Regions from separate parts of the Zea mays genome. Here regions 2 and 3 are each linked to region 1. The links are chromatin contacts, called in public Hi-C maps. All regions are on one chromosome and are shown on one strand. The core of a region is the stretch at or near the end of the contact, and the rest is flanking DNA. Distances in the headings are between cores, read along the strand shown. Region 1 holds the start of LOC100273038 (hydrolase-like protein). Region 2 holds the start of LOC100193821. Region 3 holds the start of LOC100282647 (protease Do-like 5).

Region 1 (3,909 bases), core at 961-3,460:
ATAAAAAACAACAAATATAAGTACAGATATATGGATACGCCTGGCGGCCCAGGGCCGTGAGGTATGCTTATACTATCAAAAGGGGCGTACAGTCATATTGATGACTACTGCATGTGCTACTAGCGATGTCTCCTGCCGTGGTCGACGTATGCTCGCGATACCGGTCCAGGATTCGGGTTCGATTAGCGGGGCAGTCGCTCCGCCTCGAAGCTAGGCCTGCAAATGGGGTGAATGTAAATGGGTATTTTAGGTGGGTTTAAGAAATGGTTTTATTTTGGTGGTGTCAACTACAAAGTTTCATAATTCTTCAATACCTACAACTTTTATGTTGGTGGTTTTTTCTTTCGAGGTTGTTTTCAAAATTCAAATTTTAAATTTTTTAAATTCGGGCATAGTTTTCGTTGACAATATGACTTCAAATGAAAAAGTTGTCAACTACAAACTTCTATAACTTTTCAAGATCTACAAAGTTTATTTTGGTTGTTTGATCATTTGTTCATCTCACATGATAGTTCTAACAATATGCACAAATTCTATACATATTTCTTGTAGTTCCATAAACTATGAGAGAGATATAGGTTTTATGAACAAATTTATTTTTAGTTTATCATATGAAGAAATGTTCAAAATATAAAATGTAAATCATGATGAGTTATACAAATTTGTAGTTGAAAACTTTTTCATTTGAATTAATTTACTGCTTTAAAATGTGATTTTTAAAATGTGTATGCAGTTGGCTTAATGTGAGACAATAAGCTAAACCCGCGGGTTTTCCATGGTTTTCCATCCAATTAGGGCTTGTTCGGTTATTCCTAATACACATGGATTGAATGGGATTGGAAAAAATTGAGAAGAAGTTTGACTTGTTTGGGATTCAAACCCATCCAATCCCACTCAATCCACATGGATTGAGAGCTAACCGAACAAGCCCTTATGGGTTGGTTTGGGATCAATAATGTTATTGGATGGGTTGGGTTTAACTTCCCTCTAGTATTTTTGGTTGGGTGTGGGATGGATATCAAAGTAATTAGATTTGGGTATGAGTGGGAGTGGATTGGATTTTTTGCCATTAGCAGGCCTAATCGAAGCCTTGCTTGCCGGAGAATTAGTCGTCATGTCTCGCAGGATTCGCATGGCAGGGACTTGGTCAGTTGCTCCGCCTCGCAGGCTTTGCTCGGCGGGATAATGGTCGGTCGCTCATCGTAGACTTGCTTGGCGGAGACTTGTTGTCTTGGCTCGCAGGCTTTGTTCGGTGGGGACCTGGTCGATCGTCTGCCTTGCAAACTTGCTCGGTGGGGACTTGGTCGTTCGACATTGCAGGATTTGCTCAGCGAGGACCTGATCGGTCGTGTCGCCTCACAGATTTGCTCATCAACTTTACTCGGCGGGGATCTAGTCGATCACTTCGCCTCGTAGACTTGCTCGGGAGAGGGAGACTTGGTCGTCCTGCCTCACAGGCTTTACTCTATGAGGACCTAGTGAACCGGATTAGAACAGTGGTTACAGGCTTACTCTGGATACCCTCATCTTAGGTATCCGACAAGTTCTCTGCTATATTTAAGTGCAAGTTTATTTATGTGTTACCTCTTCCAGCGAGCGCAATGAACGAGTAGGATGCGAGTATTCGAACACTACTCACTTGGTATAAAGCATTTGGCTTCTACCACTACAACCCATATTTGTTTATGTTATACAAAAGAGATATATTGTAAATATACATATATAACAAATTGTAAATAAAAATATATAATCATGTTTAAATTAATATATCATTTAAATAAGGTATATATATATGATATATAGAAATGTATATTACAACTAACTAGTATATTTTTATACAAATCTGACGAAGTATTATACTCTTTCCGTTCATAAATATATAATATTGTTGACTTTTTAAAAAATTCTGACTACAAGACTTATTCAAAAGAATAATGAGTTACTATTTATTTTTTTAATTTGTTTTATTATTTAAGATAGTTTGTGTTTGTCTTAAAATTTTATATTGTTAAATAAAACGAGTGGTTAAATTTTCGAAAAAAGTATCATATACTTATGAACGGAGGTCACAATTGTAAAATCGCAGGACTGGAAATAGTTTATTGTGCACGTGGCTGCGTGCTAAACCATCTTCCAGGCAAGCAAATTCTGCGCACCTCCTCCCAGTGATCCCGTTCCTATTCTGCTGTTACTTTGTCTCCGCAGGCCCCACATTCTCCGTCTCGCCACGGTCGCGGTCGTGGTCTCGCTCCGGCAAACCCAATGGCCGCCGCCGTCCCCAACGGCCACACCGCCGCCGCCGGAGACGACGACGCACCACCCGCCGCTTCGTCGTCGTTGGTGTTCCTGGGCACGGGGTGCTCGAGCGCGGTCCCGAACGCGCGGTGCCTGATCCAGCCCCCCGACCCACCCTGCCCCGTCTGCTCCCAGTCCCTTTCCGTCCCGCCCGAGTTAAACCCTAACTACAGGTGCCGCCTCGCCTCCTCTCGCCCATCCTCCCTAACCTTGTGAGACTTTACCGTCGTGTTGCGGCGGGGGGTGAGCGTGGTGGTGTTTAGCGTGTTTACTATCATCACGGGGTCGGTGCGGATCTGTGATGGTATGAGATCGGAGAGGTTTGGCCTGGTTACTGCTATTAAATTATGCGGGAATGTTTCATCCTTAGGCCTTGTTCGTTTACATCGGATTGTACCCGAAATTGTTCCGGCTAATCAAAGTTTATATAAATTAGAGAAGCAATCCGGCTCGGAATCGTTCCGACCTACCAATCCGACACAAACGAACAAGGCCTTAGGGTGATTTGGTGTTGCATAGATATTTTGTTTTGTCTGAGAATTGTTGGTGCATTAGCATATATTTTATCTAGTTGTTCACAACATGCATTTGGAGCAGTATGAAGCTGGAATGCTGTGAAAAGGGAAATATTAGGATGTACCAGATTAGATGATCAAATATGTGGGTATGCGATAGGCCAGAGTCAACTTAGAATTCTCCATGGACTGGCAAATATATTTGAGATCAAATGAATTGGATTCACAGGTTATGCACATTTTTATTTTTACACACTTCTTGGCCGGGCTTCCTATTTCATCTATAAGATGTGGTAATTGATATCTTATTGACTTGCTTATTTCCAGTTTTTGTTTCTACATTGGACTGCTAGGCGCCATGGCAGAAATCACGGTTCACCTTTTCCACTCTGTTTTTCCTTTGTACTGTATACAGGAGACACAGTAGTATTGTGGAGGCTTAGATTATATGTGATTAAGTGAGGTTAGAACATTATTCCTTTTTGTTCAAGAAAGATAATGTATATGATGAAACCAGTACCTACGCAAAAGAAGAAGGCACATACATTAGATGCAATTGCACAATGTCGTGAAAGCAGGATATGTGAACCCAGGATATCTTAACCTTTAGATTACAAAAAGAAGTTGTATATGGTATTTTACATCTTCTGGTAAATCAAACGTACTTTTATGTATTTTTAGATTATGATGAAACTTTGAAATGTTTGATCTCTGTTCATGCTCATACTTTTGGCTGATACCTTCTCTAGGATCATGTTAAACTCTTCTAGTGACTTAGGATTGTATCGTGCTTGTTTATGTTTTACTTGAGGGGAAAGAAATCAAAACTTCATTCTGAAATGTTTCTAGAATGATGTTGTACCTGAACAAGGTTGGTAGATAATTTATGCTTATATGTGTATTTCATGCAGGTGCAACACTTCTCTTTTGATTGACTATTGCCAAGATGAACGTGCACATAAGTATATTATAATAGATGTTGGGAAGACATTCAGAGAACAAGTTCTGAGATGGTTTGTTCGCCACAAAATCCCTTGCGTTGATTCTGTGAGTCCCTGATATACTCTTGCTTGTTTTAGTTTTTCCTATAATGGTTTAT
Region 2 (3,909 bases), core at 523-3,022, 370 kb after region 1:
TTACATATCAATTATCACGTGTAAAGTGTTGTGATTTTAGCAAATCATGCGTGGGAGTTAACATGTATGTTTGTTTTGTAGATATGTCTGTGTGTGTACTGCGACTTTAGCAAATCAAACATGTCTGTGGGATTCCACTCACTCACACCCAACCAACCTCGTGTACAGTTACTAGTGATAAAGGGGAGAAACTGCCAAGCACCATAAATCCACAAGTGGCAAAAAAAAAGAGCACTCGAGAGAGAACACACCTACATAAAGGATCACTGACCAATACAAAATGATTCTGACAATGTACGTAGGATACCAGGCAATCATAACTACTACGACCAGAACCCAGCATCGCAACCAATGGCAATAGGCAGGAAGCAGAGGCGGATAGAGCTCCTGGGCAGGGCAGGCGTGTGCCCGGGCTCTGGTTTGTGCCGGTGCTGCACATCGAGTAGGTTCGTGCATAGGTGGATCAAGTGATGCCACTTCTGCACGGGATCAAGTGGACATCAACAGCTTGTTGATCTGTCTCCTCGTGGGTCTGCTTCTGATCATGGACTTACGGTCCAGACCTAGGAAAAGACCGTGGCCCAAACGTGACATGCAAATTACGTGACGCTCCCAGCCCAACACTGCTATCGTTTCTCAATTTCTCAATCTAAACTTATGTAATGTGCATTTTTGTTCTTATTAACTAATTATAGTATTGTAGCGTTATTACTTGTTAGTCCGGAAGATTTAGACTGTTCAATATTTTTTTATATTGACATCAAGTGATTGGGACATGAAGCCTTGTTACAAATATGTGACTATCCTCCTCAAATTGTAGACCGAATTAGAAGATCATACATATTGAAGGACCAATCCAGCCTATTATGAATTATGATATATTATCTATCGTTACATCTCGGAATGCAAACCATTTAATATCTTCTATTTTTGTGAACACTTTTTTGTTATCTCTTTATAGTTTATTTTAAATGTTTGCATACGTATTAGGTAATACATTCAGAAAAATATTTGTCGGCGTCAAACAAATTTATGCATGTCATTGTATATATGCAGTTGTTCGTAGTTATTGGTTGGTCATAGACTAGCCTAGGCTCTTTATGAATCCTGGATCCGCAACTGGCAGGAAGCATGGCTAGAAGCTCAGTTGCAACACATGAACTCAGTTGGTCCAGAAACAACCCCTGGAACAGCAGTGTGTCCAAGACAGCCCCTCCCCCTGGAAACACCAGTGTATCCGGGATGCAGGGCATGGGGATCGAGTCGGGGCACTGATTATAGAGAACACCCGTGCAGCCAGCCAGGATGCACCGAAGGCAGATAAAGTGAGCCTGCCCGGCTGCGCCTGCACGCTGGATACTACGAGCCTAATCAGTAATCACATTAGAGGCGGGTGGAGCACTCGAGCGCGCTAAGTAGGGGAGCACCGCAGCAGCGCCACGAAGCGGGCGCGCCTGAGTGACCGGAGGTTATTAGGGTTCTCAATTCAAACTGCCGCAGCAGTGAGGAAGCCCCGCACACCGGAGCAAGCTTGGGTAACTCACCGACATAGGGCGGAACGATCTCGTGGCGGGGACAGGTCTACGCGCCAGTCCAGTTGCAGTAGAGGGCGAGGGCCGGGCCGGGCCGGGCCGGGGACGACGCCTCCCGACGGCGGGGTTAAGGTGGGTGGCGGGGCTGAGCCCCTGCGCGGTGTGGCCCGTCCGTCGCTGGCAGCGAGAACCGCGGCGGCGGTTGGGTAGCGGGCGGGCAAAAAAGGGGAAGTGGGAAAGGAAGGATCGGGAACCCCTACGACCCCCGCACTTGCCCAGATGTGGCTTCTTCTCCATTTTTCCAAAAGAATTTTAGAAATAAAATTGAAATTCGGATGTTATTATTTATCATATTCTAACTTGAATATTATTATAAATATTATCATATACAAATAATTTTAACTAGAATACGAGTATAAATACTACTTTATCCATTCTTTTTATTCTTTTTTATTTGTCATGTTTTAGTTTAAAAATAAACAAATCGACGACAAATATTCGAGAACGAAGGTAATATCAAATATAAATATAATAATATGAATATAAAATAAATAGTTTAAATTTAAGTTTCCATCTTGGAACATAGTGTCGCAATATATAATAATTTTGTTTCATCGACGAATTTATAGTCAATAAAAATTTATATTTCAAGTAAATTATAACTATATTGTATGTATATATATATATATGTTATAAGCATATATGATTAATAAATGAAGATATATTCTTTAGCAATGAAAATAAATACATTAATGCATATAGATATAACGTATTTATTACATAGGTAATCTAATGTGATTATAATTAGTCTTTTAAAATTAAATTAAATTTATCATTGTGTAGTATTCTGAATAATGTACATATTTTTTTCTGGTAGCGTTTTTAAAATTAAAATCATTTGTTGTTAGTGATAATAATACATTTTAAATGGTTTCGTCGATTTTTTTTTTACGAGTATAGATAGTGTTGGATATTCCACGGTTTCGTTGAATACAAATCTATAGTTGGTTAGAGAAAAATATTGAAAGTTGAATTCCCATACATATATTTGATATCTATATTAAAATCGAATGCGAAAATTGACGAGTACCAAGGAACCGAGTATCTTAAGGAGACCTCATCGAGCAACCAGCAAGGCGGGATGGACGACCAAGGCCCCCATCGAACAAACCAGTGAGACGGGACGGACGACCAAGACCTGTCGAGCAACCCAACGAAGCGGGACGGATGGTCAAGTCCCCGCCGAGCAACCCAGCGAGACGGAACGGACGCCTGCGTCTCTGACGACCAAACCCGCAAAAGGAAAGGGCTGACCCGTGTCGGTGTTTGTTACCCGACCGCACACCATGGGGTAACCCTCGTGATGCTTTTAGGGCAGGACGGCGTCGTCGATCATGACTCGATGGTTCGTGCGGTGGCACGACAGGAGAAACACACAAGCTTGTTCAGGTTCGGGCCGCGCGAGAGGCGTAACACCCTACGTCCTGTGATGGTTTTGGTATTGGGATGAGATTACAAGTTGTGGACTTTGAGAATGGTGGGCTAAGGTGAGATGAAAATGGTAGGGGTACCTCTTGGCCTTATATACACGACCAATGATATCTATCCCCGCACAGATGACAAAAGTAATCCATTCGCCTATCTCCCGGTTTGTAGTGAACCGTCCTCCTACATCTTGGGAAATTCCTGCGCTCATCCGCCCGAGTTATCGCTGGAGGCTCAACCTGTCGGGTGGGCACAACCGTCACGCCCGACATACTCGTGCTCTCGTGGCGCCTAACTCGGACGTGGGCCTTTGTTGTATCAGAATGGGCTTGCTTTGCTTGGTTACTCTCGGTCGGCCCACCGTAGGACACCCTAAGGGTGTCTGCTAGGTGGCCCCGGACGTGTTTCCATACGCATGTGGACCCGGGGGATATCCATCCCCACAAGCCCCCGAGCTTTGGATTGATTTTGAGTAATCAAATCAAAGGTCATTACTGAGCGCTTTTGGGTTTGGCGTTCTTCCCTAGGCTTCCCTGAGTCCATTGGGTGCACCTGGGTGTAGCCCCCGAGATTTAAATTGATTTTGAGTAATCGACTCAAAAGAGTTTATTGTTCGCTTTTAAGTTTAGCGTTCTTCCCTGGGCTTCCCTGAGTCCGTTGGGTGCACCGAAGGTGCACCCAATGGGTGTAGCCTCCGAGCTTTGAATTGATTTTGAGTAATCAACTCAAAGGCCATTATTGTTTGCTTTTGAGTTTAGTATTCTTCCCTGGGCTTTCCTGAGTCTGTTGGGTGCACCGAAGATGCACCCAATGGATGTAGCCCCTGAGCTTTGAATTGATTTTGAGTAATCAACTCAAATGTTATTATTGTTCGCTTTTGAGTTTAGTGTTC
Region 3 (3,909 bases), core at 792-3,291, 280 kb before region 1:
GGAGAGATGGTCTGAACTCTCTCATTATCTTGGGAGCCTGGATGGTATGGAAGCATAGAAACAGAGTGGTATTTGATAGAGTTTCGCCCTTAATTCTTCCTCTTCTTCTGGAGTCTGCTAACGAGGAAAGAGAGAAATGGCAAGTCGTAGAAGCCAAGGGTTTATCTATTTTGGCTGCTCCTAGCCACATTGTTTAGGGTTGTTGAGTCCTTTATGGATAGTTTTATGTACGCTTGTTGTTGCCCTCCGTAAGGAGTGTCTGTTCCCAGGCTCTTTCCTGCCCTTGTTTTCCTACCTTTGATTAATATAATGGGCGCAGTTCTCCTGCGCTTTTCAAGAAAAAAACAGTCATGATTAAAGAATACAATACAACTCAAGGGAGCTCAAGTGAAACAAACGAATGAAATGCTGGCTTCATCAAATTCAGTAATTACCATCATTCACCCAAAAAATCAGTTTGTGAACTTGAACCTTTTTTTAGAAAAGATGATTGGATACTGGAGATGGTATTGAGCCCATACATAATACAAAATGAAGGAAGACATTACCAGCATTTATAGCAGTATCTGTCTGTATAGCCCCACGGATCGCTCTCCCATTGGGAGATGGTATTTCCCTCCCCAATCCACTAATAACCTACAAGAAACTTTAGTGATCGCACATCAGAATACTCTAGATTTGATATACAAGGATGTGTACCAATAACATTATCCATAATTAGACAATGTATTCACATCGGACTGTTGGACTCTTGAGAATTTCAGAAGTTACCCCAGTAGTTAGAGTGTGTTCATATCCATAAGGGTTCCCAATGGCAAAGCAGCTTTGCCCAACTCGCAAACTCCGTGATGTGCCAATCAGAGCAGGCCTCAGCTGGTCCCTGTCAGCATCTATCTGCAGCACTAATCTTGAACTCAAAGACCACAGCTCCGAACCAATTTGACATCACCAGAACTTGAGCCACAGATAATGAAATTCCAAACCTTCAGAACCGCAAGATCATATGCTGGATCACACCCTATTAGCCTCGCTTCCTTTGAGTAACTTTTGCCACCAGAACCCTCCAAAAACACCTGCAAAAACAATGAAGAAATGATTGAAGCGAGTAAACAAGGAGATGAATTGTCATCAGTGTGATACCAGTGGGCAACCTTGCAGCGATGAGATGCAGATCCGTCTCCAGCTAACTTCGCAACCACGTGGTAATTCGTGACCTGATGTGGCAGTGTAAATAAACACAGAATTTTTGAAACTTGAAGCAACGAATTACCATCGATCAGAGGACTACTAAATTCACAGATATACCCCTATAAAGAGCACAAATATTTCAAAGCACCAGGGTAATTATACTACCAAACGCTGCAACATAACAGGATACAAAACAACACAATTATAGAAAGTGCCTTAAAATCTGTAGAACTTACTGAATGTATCAACAACTAGCGTAAACGGGAGATAGGAAGACGCTCACAATGTGGCCCGTGGAGTCCCACACGAATCCCGAGCCTGTGCCCTCCACCTTAGCACCGCCGCCCTCCTCGTCCCCGTCCTCATCCTCACCAACTCTCCGCCCCTGCGGCCCCGCGACGACGAGGTCCTTGATGAACACGACCGACGGCGACGCCTCCTGCATACAGATACAGCCAGCGCACGCGCCGCATCCGGCATCGTCGGCGGTTAGGGTATGTAGGGCTCCGCTCCGGGCGGTGGGAATGGGACGGTTTACCGTACCTGGAATAGGCGGACGATGCGGGCCTCGTCGACGTCCTCGCCGTCGGGCTCGGCGCGGGCGGCGCGCGGGGGCGGGGCGGAGACGCCCGCGGCGAGCAGGAGGACGGCTGCTGCGGCGGTGCGGCGGCCAATGGGTGCGACGGACGGGGAGGAGGGCGGAGGCGGAGGGTTCCGGTGGGGAGGCGATGGGAGGAGGAGGCGAAGCAGCTGCGGCCGGAGCGCCATTGCTGCGCGTGCGCGAAGCCGCGAACCACGAGCCGAGAGCAGGTGTGTCCGATGATGGACTGGGACTGGGAGCGCGCTATCTGATGGGCGATGACGTGGCGATGGCGGAGCCTAGAGCTGGCTGGGACTTGGGCCGTGGCGCCGTGCCATCTGAGGCGGGCTTTTGACACGGCCTAAAACGCCGCACTGTACGGTATGGGCTTGGCATTCTGGCCCTTGCTCGCTCCAAGCATCAGCAGCAACAAAGCTTCCTCTTCCTGGCGGTTCAGCAACATAAGCTTGTTATTGTTACGTGCGTCCACAGGCCACAGCAGGCTCAAAAGCAAAAGAAGCAAATATGTTCAAGTTTTGACATTACAAGGAAAGCAATTGTGCCTACACATGCCAATCGGCGTGACGAGTACTCGAACCCAACCCAAACCTCTGTGTGGCAAACACGCAGTATTTTACGCTCGTGTATTTCACGCTGCAAACACTGTTTTGGTTTCTGTGTTTGACAATTTAAAAACTAAAATAGAATAAAACTATGTGCGTGCCCGTGCGTTGCAATAGGAGTACGCTAGGATGAGCACGATACATATCTGAGCGGATCTTATATTTCCTTGTGGGTCTGGAGAAAGTTTGCTCGGAAGCCTATCTAGTTAGATGTCCGTGCGTTGCAACGCAAAAATATTGGACAAAATGTCTGGTTATCTATGTGTTCAATAGTATATCCGAAAGAGAAGCATAAAAAAGCAGATAAGTGAGCGAGTGAAATAGAGACAGATGCAAGTGCACCGTACAAAAAAGCATACATGTGTACAATGGCCATGATACAAATAATAGCTTGCAAGTTTATAAAAAAATAGAATACAACAGAATTGGACATTAGCATACACCGTTTTAATGGTTGCACATATAAATACAATCTTCCAGCGAATTTAAGTTCAAGTAGTGGCACCAATGGCAGCCATCCCGTTCTTCCCTTTGAAAAGCATCACCAGTGAAATCACAAACCTGTGGCCCAAGAATTTTGACATTAGTGCTATTTCAAGCTTTCACAAAAACAAGTAACATCTTTATAGGTCGTCAAAAATTTAGCATTAGTCCAGAATCACGAATCTTTGTAGCACGTTTTCTGCATTATATGTTTAATAAACGCATAAAGACATGTCTACAACAAATATACTGAACCAGCCATATGGATTTACTTACCCAACTAACAGCAAGACGAGTGCCACAACCCACAAAATATACTTGTATGCTTTGTACTTGGGAGGTTGGTTAGTGTGTGGCAACTCATGACTTTCCATCCAGCTAAATTGAGGCCTTGCCAACAGAACAAAACCCAAGAGGAAACCCGTCGCGAATCCACCAATGTGAGCAAAGTTGTCAACGTGAGGTAGTATCCCAATAGCCAAATTGAGTGCAATAATAAACAACAGTGTTATTATAGCTGCTGCCTGCAAGAGCAAATTAAGTAGATGAGCTAAGCGATTATCAATCAACTGGATAAAATAAAATGTTATTCATTTATTGCTTATACTGGCCTTATTGGAGTATATAGTCCAGTTCATGAGTAGTTCAGAAAGCATGGATCCCAGCAGGCCAAATAGAGCTCCAGAAGCACCAACGGAGAGGTAGTTGTTCCGTAGGAAGAGTGCAGACAACATGCTGCCACCAAAACCAGACAATAGGTATATTGCACCAATGCGAACTTGCAAGCAGGAAAAACAGTGTCAGTGAAATGACCATGAAGGACGAATGGTTGGAACACTTAACTGAAATGAATGGTTGGATCGATATTGGTTGGAACACTTAACTGAAATGAATGGTTGGAACACTTAATAGACTGCAGCTCTTGCATCTCCAACCTGACCTGCTCCAACATATCTTGCATCTCAGTCCATTGATCAGATTCTGCCTTTACTTGCTCCATTATCTTCCACATGATTTCCCTACAGTCGCAGCAAC

The links. A called contact is a pair of places that touch in the nucleus more often than the background predicts.
Region 2: a Hi-C map of endosperm shows a contact between it and region 1, with 3 times the contacts expected there. The contact joins the promoter of LOC100193821 here to the promoter of LOC100273038 in region 1. A contact is called at or near these places in 2 of 25 Hi-C or Micro-C datasets (endosperm and leaf).
Region 3: a contact with region 1 is called in a Hi-C map of leaf mesophyll, with 4 times the contacts expected there. The contact joins the promoter of LOC100282647 here to the promoter of LOC100273038 in region 1. A contact is called at or near these places in 9 of 25 Hi-C or Micro-C datasets (bundle sheath, ear, endosperm and 4 more).

What each region holds. Positions count from the first base shown.
Region 1 is chr1:178,108,924-178,112,832 of Zm-B73-REFERENCE-NAM-5.0, reverse strand. LOC100273038 (hydrolase-like protein) reads left to right here and starts at 2,210. Exons shown (of 10, transcript NM_001147487.1): 1 at 2,210-2,468; 2 at 3,722-3,857. The coding sequence starts at 2,263.
Region 2 is chr1:177,735,417-177,739,325 of Zm-B73-REFERENCE-NAM-5.0, reverse strand. It overlaps LOC100193821, which reads right to left and starts at 1,772. Exons shown (of 6, transcript NM_001367039.1): 1 at 1,545-1,772.
Region 3 is chr1:178,393,533-178,397,441 of Zm-B73-REFERENCE-NAM-5.0, reverse strand. LOC100282647 (protease Do-like 5) reads right to left here and starts at 2,041. Exons shown (of 8, transcript NM_001155555.2): 1 at 1,732-2,041; 2 at 1,472-1,627; 3 at 1,152-1,214; 4 at 984-1,073; 5 at 772-894; 6 at 549-636. The coding sequence starts at 1,956.